Regions from separate parts of the Mus musculus genome. Here all the other regions are linked to region 1. The links are chromatin contacts, called in public HiChIP or PLAC-seq maps. All regions are on one chromosome and are shown on one strand. Each heading gives the region's core, a stretch centred on a gene start, on an enhancer-like site or on the middle of the called end of the contact. The rest is flanking DNA. Distances are from core to core; before and after follow the strand shown.

What was found. HiChIP or PLAC-seq counts read pairs in DNA pulled down with a chosen protein or histone mark.
Region 2: a contact with region 1 is called in an H3K27ac HiChIP or PLAC-seq map of microglia, with 5 times the contacts expected there. The contact joins two enhancer-like sites. A contact is called at or near these places in 3 of 39 promoter capture datasets (hippocampal neurons, pre-B cells and second pharyngeal arch cranial neural crest), 3 of 484 Hi-C or Micro-C datasets (CD4 T cells, cerebral cortex and embryonic stem cells), 9 of 115 datasets of contacts at active chromatin or transcription factors (embryonic basal ganglia, embryonic forebrain, embryonic hindbrain and 5 more) and 2 of 9 other capture datasets (adipose tissue and liver).
Region 3: a contact with region 1 is called in an H3K4me3 HiChIP or PLAC-seq map of embryonic basal ganglia, with 3 times the contacts expected there. The contact joins two enhancer-like sites. A contact is called at or near these places in 1 of 39 promoter capture datasets (second pharyngeal arch cranial neural crest), 1 of 484 Hi-C or Micro-C datasets (muscle stem cells), 3 of 115 datasets of contacts at active chromatin or transcription factors (bone marrow-derived dendritic cells, embryonic basal ganglia and forebrain) and 4 of 9 other capture datasets (adipose tissue, liver, macrophages and 1 more).

What each region holds. Positions count from the first base shown.
Region 1 is chr3:89,376,095-89,380,718 of GRCm38.p6, reverse strand. Dcst2 (DC-STAMP domain containing 2) reads right to left here. Exons shown (of 15, transcript NM_001370853.1): 15 at 3,076-3,289. The coding sequence ends at 3,268. Zbtb7b (zinc finger and BTB domain containing 7B) reads left to right here. Exons shown (of 3, transcript NM_009565.5): 2 at 1-375; 3 at 725-3,075. The coding sequence ends at 1,193. Among named protein-coding and RNA genes, the nearest start is that of Dcst2, 13 kb to the right of the region's middle. Within about 2 kb of position 2,143, at least 281 of the 459 cell types and tissues checked have an H3K27ac peak or open chromatin away from gene starts, as enhancers often do. A contact at or near this core is called in adipose tissue, cerebral cortex, embryonic basal ganglia and 5 more, where this site is marked.
Region 2 is chr3:89,858,760-89,863,383 of GRCm38.p6, reverse strand. It overlaps She (src homology 2 domain-containing transforming protein E), which reads right to left. Exons shown (of 6, transcript NM_172530.3): 6 at 4,538-4,624. Among named protein-coding and RNA genes, the nearest start is that of Gm46811, 11 kb to the left of the region's middle. Within about 2 kb of position 2,218, at least 188 of the 459 cell types and tissues checked have an H3K27ac peak or open chromatin away from gene starts, as enhancers often do. A contact at or near this core is called in adipose tissue, cerebral cortex, forebrain and 4 more, where this site is marked.
Region 3 is chr3:89,686,492-89,691,115 of GRCm38.p6, reverse strand. No RefSeq gene overlaps it. Among named protein-coding and RNA genes, the nearest start is that of Adar, 42 kb to the left of the region's middle. Within about 2 kb of position 1,990, at least 62 of the 459 cell types and tissues checked have an H3K27ac peak or open chromatin away from gene starts, as enhancers often do. A contact at or near this core is called in embryonic basal ganglia and forebrain, where this site is marked.

The DNA.
Region 1 (4,624 bases), core at 894-3,393:
CGCCTCACCTGCCGAGGGGCCCCTGAACTATGAAGTCTTTGAAGGTGAGGAAGAAGAGGAGGAGATGGCATACCCCCCAGGCTACGGGCTAGCCCAGAGTAATGAGCCCTCGCTATCACCAGAGGAGCTGGGCTCAGATGAAGATCCCATCGACCCCGACCTGATGGCTTACCTAAGTTCGCTGCACCAGGACGCCCTGACACCAGGCCTGGATGGCCAAGACAAGCTGGTGCGTAAACGCCGTTCACAGATGCCCCAAGAGTGCCCAGTCTGTCACAAGATAATCCACGGGGCAGGCAAACTGCCTCGGCACATGAGGACCCACACTGGTGAGAAGCCCTTTGCCTGTGAGGTCTGCGGCGTCCGCTTCACCAGGTGAGCACCAGGTGGGGACAGCCCAGAATGGGCTGAGGGTGGCTGTACAATGATTGGTGTGGGGGCCAGCTCTCTGGTGGGTTCCTAGAATGAGGTGGGAGGCCAAAAGAGGCAAACAAGGGCATGCTCGGGAGTGGGCTAGTTCCCAAGAAGATTGAACTGGAAGCAGAGGAGCTCATAGTGCCAGGGCCCATTGAGCTAAGGGCTAATCAAAAAGGGTCTCCTGGGGCAGCAATGGGGAAACCGCAGTGAGGAACAAGGGTGGGTCAAGGCCCGGGGGCGTGGCTAAAATGCCCTGGGGATCCTATCCTGAATCCTGAGTGTCTGCCCTTTCCCCTGCTCGTACTAGGAATGACAAGCTGAAGATCCACATGCGGAAGCACACAGGAGAACGCCCCTACTCGTGCCCCCACTGCCCAGCCCGCTTCCTGCATAGCTACGACCTCAAGAACCACATGCACCTGCACACCGGGGACCGGCCCTATGAGTGCCACCTGTGCCACAAGGCCTTCGCCAAGGAGGACCACCTGCAGCGCCATCTCAAGGGTCAGAACTGCCTGGAGGTGCGCACCCGAAGGCGCCGCAAGGATGACGTGGCAGCCCCTCACTACCCACCGCCCTCGACCACCACCTCATCCCCTGCTGGCCTCGACCTTTCCAATGGCCACCTGGACACCTTCCACCTCTCTCTGGCTCGATTCTGGGAGCAGTCGGCCACCACGGGACCCCCAGTCACTACACAAGGGCCCCCTGAGGAGGAGGAAGAGGAAGGGACACCCACCACACCACAGGCCGAAGGTGCCATGGAGTCCTCTTAAAAGAGGGATGAATGGGCAGGCTGGAACAGCCTGGGACACCACGCCAAGCAACGGGGAGCACATAAAACAAGTGGTATCGGGGTCGGGGGTGCTGAACCTTGTTGGTATCAGAATCGAACGCCTCTTCCCCCCAGAGCCTTCATTCCAATTACAAGCTGAGGTTTTGGGGCACAAGCTCTCTAGATTGGGGTGATCACCCAAGGAGTTAAACATGAAATATATGTCTGTTTGTCTGTCTGTGTGTGTATATATATATGTGTGTGTGTGTGCACGCGCGTGTGTGTGTTACACACACTCTCTGCACACACACACATATATATACACACACAATAAAGGTGGGTCCCTGTCCCCAGCCACTACTGGGGAATTGAAGCAATAATCTATCTCTGATTTGTGGGGTCCCACTTCGGCTATGCGGGTTTCTAGGAGGCTGGGGCTTAGGACCAAATCCTTGCTCTACTCCCATGCCCCCTGGGTTTTGGCTGTGAAGGGGTGGACTGCCCCTCCCTTCCGAGACCCCTCCTTCCTGGTTTCTGTTCCTTTTTCCTGGCCGTAAATTATGCAAAGGGGGGTGGCAAAGGAAGGGTAAGAGGGGGGAAACAAGGTAGAGGCTTGAAAGACTGGGGTGGCGGCGGTGGGGACTGGGCCTGTAAGGACGGAGCCATCCCAGTCCCCCTCCACCCAGTTCCAACGCTGAGTCATGGGGTCCTGGAGAAGAGGAGGGCAGGGTGGCCTGATTGGCTCGCCCGCCCCTGGGGGTAGCAGAAGGTCTCCGCCCAGCTAAGGGAGCTCTCCACCTCTTCCCTCCCGCGTCCCGGGGCAGGGAATGTCTTGTTCCTGGCGCTCCCTCCCTGGGGCCAGAGGGCAGGGCGGGCCGGGCGTCTTACCCTCTTCTCCTCCCTACCTCCCCGCCCAGGTGCAAGCGGGAGCCGCCTCTGCTGCTTGCTGCCCCTGACTCACGCCGCCCCCGGGCTGGCGGGCGCTGGGTGTGGGATGGGGTGAGGGGTTGAGGTAGCCTTGTAGGGAGCGGACAAGCTAGCGCCATCTGGTGGCCATGCCCTGTAAGGGCGAGCGCTACCCCCCAACCCCACCCCCCAGCGACCACTTTTCATGAGCTAGGGTCACACCCAGCCATCTAGGCCTGTGAACGGGTGCCCCCTTGCCAACATGGTGGCTAGGCAAGGCAACTCACTTGCCCCTGGGAAAAGTGAGCTGCGGAGCAGACCCAGAGGTAAGGGAACCTTTCCTCAGACCTTGCCTGGCACTCTTAGGACTGAGTCCACCCCCGTTCTGTACATAGCCTCTTCTGATGGTCTTGTTGAAATCCAATTTCACATTTTTAACTATCAGTTTTCCTGGGGTGGGGAAGAGTCTTCACCCCACCCCTTCCTCGCTGGGTGCTGGACCCCCATTGCGGCCTGGGCTCTGCCTTGCACTATTTACCCCTTTGGCCTAGTGGCCCTTCCCCCTCCTGGAAAGGGGCAGGTTCAGGGGCCCGGTGCTCTCCTCTCCCCATGCACCTCCATGCCCATTTGCACAGCTGCCCAGGTACCCCCAACAGTGGGGAAGGGCCACACAGGGAGGGGTGGCGGGACCAGTCCCTGTATCTATTTAAAAAGTGATGATGTAATATATTAGGAGGGAGGTCAGGTACCCTGGGCCTCATCTTAGCATTTCAGGTGATAGGGGAGCCCAGGGCTGGAGAAACCTGGGGCTTAGTCCCAGAGAGTGGAGACAGTGGCCTCCACTCTCTCTCCTTGTGGCTTCCCCACTCAGTGCCTTAGTGGGGGAACGCATTCCCCTCCCCCATTCCCTTCATCTACCCCTGCCCCTGCCTCGGGTGTAAGTGACAGGAAGAAATAATAATAATTTAAGATTCATATTTGTGTCCACTTTTGGTTCCTTTATTGGGGGAGGGGGGCGGCAGTGGGAGGGGTCGGGAGGGTCTGAGGCTGGGGAGGGGTCTTGTTTGGGGACAGGGATTTCCGAAGTGGTGCCTGGGGTTCTGGGAGAAAGGGGAGGCCCACAAAGCCAGATGAGCTTCTGGGAGATGCTGTGGACGCTTCCTCTGAAGTCACTGCTTTCTGTCCTGGTTCCTGGGAGGAGAGGAAGGACCAGTAAACTCAAAGTCACTGGTGGGTAACCTCTGCCACCGTCCCAGCTCGGGCCCTAACTGCCGCCCTTCTGGCATCCATCCCAGTTCTTCCTTTCCTCTCTTCTTTGTTTTTATAACTCTGTCTCTGTTTTGTTGAGACGGGGTTTCTCTGTGTAGCCCTGTCCCTGTAGACCAGACTGGTCTCAAACTCACAGATCCGCCTGCCTCTGCCTCCCAAGTGCTGGGATTAAAGGCGTGCACTACCACCTAGTGCTCTGAGGACCTGGCAACTGGAATACCTCTCTCCAACCCAGCCAGGGTATCAGCAAATTGCCCCGACTGCTCAAAGGCGATTGTCTCTGTTCCCGAAATTACTCATCCGTTCTTCTCTCCTACCGACCCAGAAAAAGACTTCAACTCTCAAACTCGTGGCTACCATATTTACAAGAGGAAAACAATGGGATCAGCCTTCCAAAAGCTGAGAGAGGACAGTCACTATACATTTCAAACCAACCTGGCCTACAATATTGAGGCCCTGTCACCAAAGGCAAAAAAAAAAAAAAAAACCTCCTCTGACTAAGAACAAAGGCTTCACTATCACCTGCCCCTTAACTCTACCTGGAAGTCCCTCAGCCTCCCAGGGCCAGTTTCTTTGCACTCTTCCTCACAGCAGACATTTCATTCTCTACCACCCACTCTGAAAACTATGTCACTCCCAGACACCTCTCGGGTCTCAGCAGGTGTCCTTGCCTCCTACTCCCTAGAGAAATTGAGGCTGGAGCAGTCTGCAGTCTGTTTAGAAGGGTCTCCACTCTTCAGTCTCAGAGCAGCCCCTCTGGCTACCTCATGCACCATTGCCTGGCCCAGCTCTTCCTCTGGTACCTTAGTCCAGGGCTGGAGGTTGAGCTTGTGCTCTCACAAGCACTCTGCTACTACACTGCATTCATAGACTTCAATGCTCTTTTCCATCTCCTAAATGTACTGGGATGCAGAAACACCTGTTGGTGCCGTGTACCTTGTATGTGAAGCCAATTCTTTATCATCAGGCTTCCTTTTTTTAGAGCCAAGCATGGTAGCACATCATAACTTTCATTCTATGGAGACTGAGGTAGAAGGGTTACAAGTTCAAGGCCAGCATGGACCACATAGTATGAATAGGGAGGCTGTGCGGTGGTGGCACACACCTTTAATCCCAGCACTTGGGAGGCAGAGGCAGAAGGATTTCTGAGTTCGAGGCCAGCCTGGTCTACAGAGTGAGTTCCAGGACAGCCAGGGCTATACAGAGAAACCCTGTCTCAAAAAACAAACAAAACAAAACAAAAAGAATAGGGAGCCA
Region 2 (4,624 bases), core at 969-3,468, 480 kb before region 1:
CCTGGGTTCAAAGAGTGCTCATTCAAAGAAAGTCACCCAGAACCTGCAATGCAAATGTGCTATTGTTGGGGGCTCTTAAAAACTGTCTTGAGAGTTAACAATTACCAGGTATTCCTTGTGACTCTTGTAACTTTACACTTCCTTGTGACTCTTAACTGGTATCTTTGGTATCTTCCATCAACGCCCTCCCCACTTCCTTAAGTTGTGGTTTCTTCCTTTAAATACCCCCTTACCCAGCTACTCGGGGCGCCACGGTCCTCTACCCCTGCGTGGTGTATGACCATGGGCCCGAGAGCGCTCTTGAATAAAAAATCCTCTTGCAATTTGCAGCAAGACCCGTTTCTTGTGGGTGATTTTGGGGTGTCACCTCTCCTGAGTCAGAACATGGGGGAGTCCTCACGTTGTGGGTCTTTCAGGAGAACCTCTGGAAGGGCAGCCAGTGCTCTTAACTACTGAGCCATCTCTCCAGTCCCTGCTTTACTGTGTCTCAACCAAACTACAATACGAGGTTTTCTGGAGCTTCCAAAACAACAACAAAAACCAAAGCAAGATCCCTAAACTAAGTTCTTTCTTTCTTTCTTTCTTTCTTTCTTTCTTTCTTTCTTTCTTTCTTTCTTTCTTTCTTTCTTTCTTTCTTCCTTCCTTCCTTCCTTCCTTCCTTCCTCTCTCTCTTTCTCTTTTCTTTCTCTCCTCCTCTTTTCTTTTCTTTCTTTTCCTCCCCCTCCTCCTTCTCGTTGAGTTTTCTCTGAAGCTGAGAGTGACCTTGAGTCCCTGATTTCCTGCTCTTCCTCTCTTCCAAGGACGATAATGTCCTGGGAGTTGGGTGGGGCACTATCTCAGCCAGGCTGTTTGCGGCAGCAGTGCAGGGACCGGTGGCTGCTGTGCAGCTCTTCTTGGGGACAGCTGCCTCGGACCTGAGTTACAACCAGCAAAATGGCCTAAGAACAACATCTGTGAAATCAAAGCGGACCTGGGCTTTCTCTTTCCCTTTATGTGTATTACGTAGCAACATTTTCCGTGAGCATTGTTTCTATAATGAAAGGAAACTTTTCATTAAGAAGCTATAATCTCATCTCTCTTTTTGTCTTTGTTTCATTTTTTGGTTTCCTGAGGTGGATCTCCTATTATGTAGACCCAGCTCTGTAGACCAGGCTGGCCTTGAACTCACAGAGATCCACTTGCCTCTGCCTCCCAAGTGCAGGGATTAGAGGTGAGCGCACTGTGCCCTGCCTCCCTCTGTGTTTTTAGTAGGTTAAACTGTCTCAGAGCAGTTGTCTATGAAGGCCAGGCACAACACAGGCCTGTGGTTCCAGCTCCTTGGAAGGCAAAAAGATTATTTGAGCCCAGGAGTTCAAGGCTAATTTGGGCACCGTAGCCGGACTGAGTCTTTAACAGCCAATTGGGCATCACACACACTAAAATTGAAACAGCACAGAGAAAACAAGTGTGGGCCCTGCCCAAGGATGCAAATGTAAACCCATCTTTATTTTAAAAAACTGACCAACCAAAGAAACCCAGCAAGGGAACAAAGCGATTAGAGTCAAAGTCTCCCAAAGACATTTGTCCTGGAGGGGATGGTAGGTATGAGGTGACTCACGGTACCCTCTACTAAAGCTTGATACTCTGTTTTTAAAAGACAAGGGTTGTAGAAGCGATGTTTTAGGTGGAAACTCAGTTTAAAATAATCCAAAATGAGCACATCTTTGTTAACTCTCTGTCTCTGTCTAACTTATTTCTACTTTTTTGAGAGAGGGTTTCATCATGTAGCCCAGACTGTCCTGGAATGCGTTATGTAGACCAGGCTGTTAATTAGCTCTCAGTGGATGCCTTTTCTTGCCTCTACCACACCGGTTCACTCTTTGACAAGTCAACTGGATTAATCTGCAAGTGCAGTAATGCAGCTTTAAATGTAATTATTTCGAATCTGTTGTCCTATTCCTTTGTACACACGTATCAGAAGGCAAAGTGAGTCATTGAAAAGCCACGGAGGAAGCATTGTGAGTGAATGGTGAGCTCACTGTGACTCACAGTGTGGGGAAAGAAACTGGAACTGACCCTCCAGCCTCAGAGCAGAGCTCCTCAGAGCTTCAGCAGTCTGCCGGATTTCACAACCATCTGGGCCCAGGGGGTGTAGAAGGGGGAGGGGCTCCTGGGATAGGGGAAAGGCTGCCAGGAGGCCACCTGCCAGCCTCAGCCTAGCTTTGTCCTGGAGGGAGAGTCCTCCCTGTGTCTGTTTCCTTTGCCCCAAGTCCACTGGGATGCAGTCCAGAGGTGTGGCTGAACACAGAGGGCCAGTGCCTAGTTTCACATTGATGGGTAAAAGTAGGGGCTGCTTCTTCTCTTTCTAAACCGGCCATTCTTTCTCTGGATCTGGCTGCCGCAGGGGCATGCTCTCTAGCCTTTGGTCCAGGTTTCCTGGAGAGCTCAGACCTCCAGGGCTCTGGGGGAGAACTCTGCTCAGCACTGCAAACCTATACGTCCTGTTGGCCTGATATATTTCCATTGTTGGAGAGTAGAGTGGTGTGGGCTAGAGAGATGGCTCAGCTGCTAAAGGCTAGGCTCACAACCAAAATATAAGGGAGTAGAGGTGTGTTTTCAAAACTCAGTATTTATTCTGATTTTAGTGTATGAGTGCTTGCTTGAATGTATGACCACAGAGCCCATAGAGGTGTGGCTCCTGTGGAACTGCTGTGAGCCACATACGTGCTGGGAAGGGAAGTCTGCCCAAGCAGCCGTGCTCTAAGCCTGAGCATCCCCTGGACCTCACCTTACTGACCCTGTTCTGCAGACATGAAGGGTTCTGCAGGTGGAGTAGATGACCTGGAAGGGAAAGTAGAGGTGTGGCTTGGCATGGTGGCACACACTGGCTATCCCAGGACTAGGATGGTAGAGGCAGGGGGACCTTAAGTTTGTAGAGGCTTGGACTACATTAAAAAACAAAAACCAAATAAACACCACCACCACCCTGTCTCAACACCAACACTGACAAGCAAACACCTGGATTTGAGGCAGACCTGGTCTGCCCGTTGCTTCCCATGTGACTAACCCAGGACACATTGATCAGCTGAGCATTGAGATCCTTATTTGAAAAAGGAGGCTCCTTACACCTTCGCCCCTTCACAGTGCAGGAATCCAACACTCAGGACCTGAACCTGGGCTCTTACAAATATGTTCAGTCTGAATTCTAAAAAAGCATTACTCTGACTCCCCAGATGGGGCAGAAGGAGCATTGCTGCATGTAAACATCCTCTTTCCTTACACACGAATTCAGAAAACTGATAGGTACTTACAGCACCTGGTGGCAAATCGTAGCTATGCTCAGTAAGACCAGATGCTAGATGGCTCAGTGGTGAAGAGGACCAACTCCACTCCCAGTACCACATCTGGGGATCCAGAACCCTCTCCTTCATCTGCAGACACTGCACACATCCACACAAATAAAAATAACCAGGGCTGGAGAGAGGCTCACCAGTTAAGGGCACATACACGTCCATGTGCTAACTACTGCTTGTAGCCCTTGCTCCAAGGGACTGGATGCCTCTGGTCTCTGCAGAAAGGTGCACATACCAACCACCCCTCTTCACATCACTAAAAATTGGAAAAAAAGCCGGGAGTGCTGGAGGCACTTTAACCCCAACTGTGGAGAGGCAGAGACGGGGGTAACTCTGAGTTCATGGCCAGCCTGGTCTAAAAGCAAGTTCCAGGACAACAGTTATATAAGTAAAATTCATACACATACATACATTCACACACACAGAAACATACATACACAATCATACATACATATACTCACAGACACATACATATACACACAGGCACACACACATAAACATATATTCACACACTCACCCACATATATACACATTAATACACATATATACAAACTCACATATATACATACACATACATACACTCACACATAGACACACATACACACATATACACACACACAGACACTCACACACACATACACACATACATACAAAAACACACACTCATACTCACAAACACACACACACAGACACATACAGACACATACACATACACACACACCTACACATATACACTAATACACACATACACACACACACATACACTCTCTCACACCCATTCACATGAATCTAATTGTGATGCTCAAAGGAGGAGAACAAAGGACATGCTGGGGAAGACTAAGCCACAGAGGAGAACCACACTGCTCTGTATTCTCCAGGGATACAGAGTGGCAGGGCTGTAGAGGGAGAAGTGAGGGGGAGGCTCAGCTGCTGGCTGTTCGTTGCGTTGGAACACTCTGGCATCAGCAGTTTCACAGAACACTCCAGTAGGTGTCTGCACAGGAAGTACTTTTCATGAAGGGAGGCGATTGTCAGGATGAATGGGACCAATTCACTGAGCGGGGTACAGCTCAGTGGCAAAACCCTGGCACATGCAACCCAGCTCCACAACACAACAAAACCAGCAGACAGACCCACGACCGACGGACAGACTGATGGACCGACCAACCAACCAACCAAAACAGCAACTAACTGAACAAAGCAAATGACTGTTTTCCTGGCAAAGCATTTATTGAAAGTAACACTTCAGGGTAAACCATCTTCCGGAAGGCACACAGCTACGCTGACCGGTG
Region 3 (4,624 bases), core at 741-3,240, 310 kb before region 1:
TGTGTGGTGTGTGTATGTGTGTGTGCTTATGCCATATTCTAATCTTTCTCCCTCATGATAGAGTGCTTGTTTATCACACATAAAGTCTTAGGTTTTATCTCCAACACTGTATAATCTGGGTGTGGTGGCACTCACCTATACTTACCACTCTGAAAATGAAAGCAAGAAAGTCAACATTCAGGGGCAGGCCCAAAAGATGGCTCAGTGGTTAAAGGGACTTGCCACCAAGGTTGATGATCTGAGTTCAGTCCCCAAGACCCACAGGAGAGAACGGGTTCTTACCACATGTGCAAGCACACACACCACTCACAAAAGTTCTGATGGTTTGAATGAGAATGGCCTCTATAGGCTTATACATTGAATATGTAGTTCTCGATTGAAACTGTTTGGGAAGGATTAGGGGGTGTGGCCTTATTAAAGGAAGTGTATCCCTGGAAGTTGACTTTAAGGTTCCCAGTACTCTTGTGGATCAAGATGTGAGTTCTCAGTTGCTCCTTGTTTTGCCCTCAGGGACTTTAACTTCCTTCCTTCCTTCCTTCCTTCCTTCCTTCCTTCCTTCCTCCCTCCCTCCCTCCCTCCCTCCCTCCCTCTCTCTCTCTCTCTCTCTCTCTTTCTTTCTTTCTTTTTTTGAGACAGGGTTTCTCTGTATAGCACTGGCTGTCCTGGAACTCACTCTGTAGACCAGGCTGGCCTCGAACTCAGAAATCCACCTGCCTCTGCCTCCCAAGTGCTGGGATTACAGGCGTGCGTCACCACTGCCTGGCTGGACTTTAACTTTCTGAGGCTGCAAGCCAAATTAAAAGGTTTCTTAATAGGTTGCCTTGGTCTTTGTGTGTTATCACAGCAAGAGAAAAGTAACTAAGACACATGTAAAGTTCATACATTGGAAACAGCAGCAGGCGTGGCCACCATGCCCAGTTATGTGTTTGTGTGTGTGCGCTGTGTGTGTGTTGAATAGATAAATGTCACATGTATAGACAGGTGTACTCACATGTAATGCCCAGAAGTTGACATCTGGATAATTTCTCCAAACACTTCTGGGCCTCTATTTATCAATTTGGGGGCAGTCTCTCACTGAACTTTGCCATTTTGGATAGAATGGCCATCAAACCCCCAGGATCTGCCTGTTTCTAACTCCCAAATCTACATCACAGGCAGCATAACCAGACCTGGCTTTTATTTGGATGCTGGAGATTTGAACTCAGGCTTGTGCAATAAACATTTTACCCATTGAGCCAACTCCTTGACTCCTGGCTTAAAATATCCTATTCTTCATCAAGATTTCTATTTTATCTGCATCTATTTAGGTTCATATTTCTTATTTTATTCAGTGAGTTTTATTATGTTACTGTATTATTTGTTTTGATGTTTTAATTGAAGATTTGTCCCTGAGAAAGCCTCCACACTAGCCTCCCTCTTCACACACACACACACACACACACACACACACACACACACACACACCTTCAGTTCTACAAAGGGACACTTTATTCTACAAGCTAGAAGTATTCCCTATATCTTTCTGACGTGCTCCAATTATTAACCAATGTCTAAAAACCTTTATGAAAGGCTGAATTAGCTGTATATAGAATTTGGCTAATTGCATTTGCTCAGAGTGGTATTTTCTGTTAAAGCGAAGTATCCTGAGAGAATGTTAAATCACAAGGCAGGAGAGGATATAAATGAAAATGCTGATTTATCAATGGGAGCTCTTGGAGTGTCTGGTCTATCAGGAGAAATGAAGCCATCCCATGTTTTCCCCTCTAGGAGATTATAATTAGAAGCTGAGCCTTTGCACAGCATTTTAAAGTTACTCTTAATTTTCAGCTTCTCATTAAAATGTATATTTGTTGTCTGGGAAGACTTATTAATAGTTCTGCAAACTCTCTGCTGCTTGTTAGGAACAGATTGTATATGTAAATAGGCTTTTCAGGCGCTTGAGAGCAAACACCTCCCTCGTCGGGGCTGTACACTTGGAGAATACTAACCAGGGGGCATTGTGCAGCGCCGGTCCCTCCGGGGGCATCGTGCAGCGCCCGTTCCTCCGGAGGCATCGAGCAGCGCCGGTCCCTCCGGGGGCATCGTGCAGCACCCGTTCCTCCAGTTCTTTGCCAGCACCTTGAGGGCGGCTCCTTCAGCAGCATCACCTCTAAATCTGCCTGAAGCCATCAGGGACGACTGCTCCTAGAAACCCAGGAAATGCTGGCTTGGGTGGAGCCCGTGGTCCCGCAGGCACTTCCCTTCTGTCCACCGGATGGCAGCATTGAGTCAGGGCTGCAGCCTGGCAAGGACTGGCTCTGGGAAGATAGAAAGACCAGGTTTCTTCCTGAGAGAACCAGGTTCCTGTGTTCTCCTAGGCAAGCCTCTAAAACCACATAGAGTGAGGTTTGCCCACCCCACCTTCGCTGCGCCGGGTAAACAATGACAGCATTGTGGTGTATTCGGTGTCGATTTCCTTGAGAATCCGAGGATACATCTCAGATAGGCTTTCAAGGTTCAGACTTAGAAGGTGCAATTGGGCAAGCAGGCTGAATTCCCTAGCTCAGTTCATGTAGAAGCCATTGAATGTAAAGGATTAATGGCGTTATTTAATGAGAGGCTAGGGGTACTTCTCAGGAAGAGAATGCCTGCCAAGCATTGCAAAAGCAAGACATACCCTACAAACACTCAGGAGAATAGAAGAAAAAACTGTTGGGTGTCTGTCTGCTTTGCCTTTACCCTAAGCCTAACCGTGAGCTAGCATCAGAACTTCATGGAAGGACTCCTTAAAGCACAGATTGCTGGCTCCATCCCCAAAGCTCTTCACTCAGTAGACTTAGGCTAGGGTCAGCTTATTAGCATTTTAACAAGTTTTCTGGTGATGTTGATGCAGCTGGACCAGGGAATTGGTCCATTTAATCACATTTAATCCTCAGCAGCCCTTTGATATAAGCATTGTCCTTTTGCAGATAAGAAGCAAAAATACTTGAGGCTAGGGATGTAGTCTAATGGAAGAGCTAGACAAATTCCCTTCACAGGCTAAAATATGTGCCTTGTTGGTCTGACTCCCAAAACCTCCCTCCGTGTACTGCACATGTACTTTGGCGGTTCCTCTGAGTGCCATGGTTTCCAAACACATAAACATGGGACAGATATCGGTTCTGACAGTTGGAGACTTTAAGAGTTTAGCACTTTATCTTTGGAGTCGCTCAGGGTGAAAGCTACGAAGGTGCCGAGCAGGCGTGGCAGACTTGCTTCTGTGTGCAGGATGCAGCTGTTTGCGCTGTCTACTGAAATGTCTTTGGAAATGAAGTGTTGATACTGTTCAGTATTTCGGCCCCCAAACCCTAACCGTGGATCTGGAAGACGGTGTGAAAATGAGGCAGAAGGAAGAAACTACAGAATCTGTGAGCTTACCCATGGAGGGGACACAGTTTGCCTGTGGAAATGAGCAACTAAAATTGGGTGGCCTTTCCCTAGCGGGGATTTGACATAATAATGACTCTTCCACAGAGCCCTGTGTCATCTGGGCTGGACTGAGCAGAGGCTCAGTGTTTGCTCTCCAGGTGACTGATGCTTTCTTCCATCAATTCCCCAACTCTAGATCCACAATCAAACCTGAGCTCTCAGAGGCAATATTTGGAAATAGTATTTGTGAAGACAGGGTGGGGGTGGGAAAAAGACATGGAAAATAGAATGGAGGGGGAGGTGGAAAGAGGGATGGAGGGAAGGAGGGAGGGAGGGATGAATGGAGGGAGGGAGAGAAAGAGGGAGGAAGGGAGGGAAGGCAGGCAAAGGCAACTTTTAAAAGGGCTTATTTTGGCTCTGAATTCCAAGAGGACACAGTCCATGGTGACAGCAAAGTGTGGCAAAAGGAGCATCAGGAAACGGCCACAGTGCATCTATAGTCAGAAAGTGTGAACCAGGAAGAGCCATGGATCCTGGTTTGAGCAGGTAACAGCACAGTACATCTTGATGGGGGGTGGGGGGAGGGGCGAGGGCCAGGATGCAGGGACGCCTGTTCATCCCATGGTAAACTTGTTCTTCCTTGCTTAGGGTGAGCGTGCTCATCTCACTTTCTCCTTCTTTGGGACCCTACCCAGGAGATGACGACATCCACATTGAAGGCGAGACTTTCCACCTCAACGAACCAGAATCTAAACATTCCCTCACAGACATGTCCAGAGATCAGTTTTCATGGTGATCCTAAATCCTACCAAGTTGATGACAAGACTGGCATCACAGTGTCCAAACACCTGGAAGAGAGAAGTGTCTACCCGGCAGGGATTGAGAATAAAGCATATGGCCGGGTGTGGTGGCGCATGCCTTTAATCCCAGCACTCGGGAGGCAGAGGCAAGCGGATTTCTGAGTTCGAGGGCAGCTTGGTCTACAAAGTGAGTTCCAGGATAGCCAGGGCTATACAGAGAAACCCTGTCTCGAAAAACCAAGAGAGAGAGAGAGAGAGAGAGAGAGAGAGAGAGAGAGAGAGAGAGAGAAGGGGAGGGGAGGGGAGGGGAGGGGAGGGGAGGGGAGGGGAGGGGAGGGGAGGGGAGGGGAGGGGAGGGGAGGGGAGAGGAGAGGAGAGGAGAGGAGAGGAGAGGAGAGAAGAGAAGAGAAGAGAAAAGAGAGAGAATAAGGCGAATA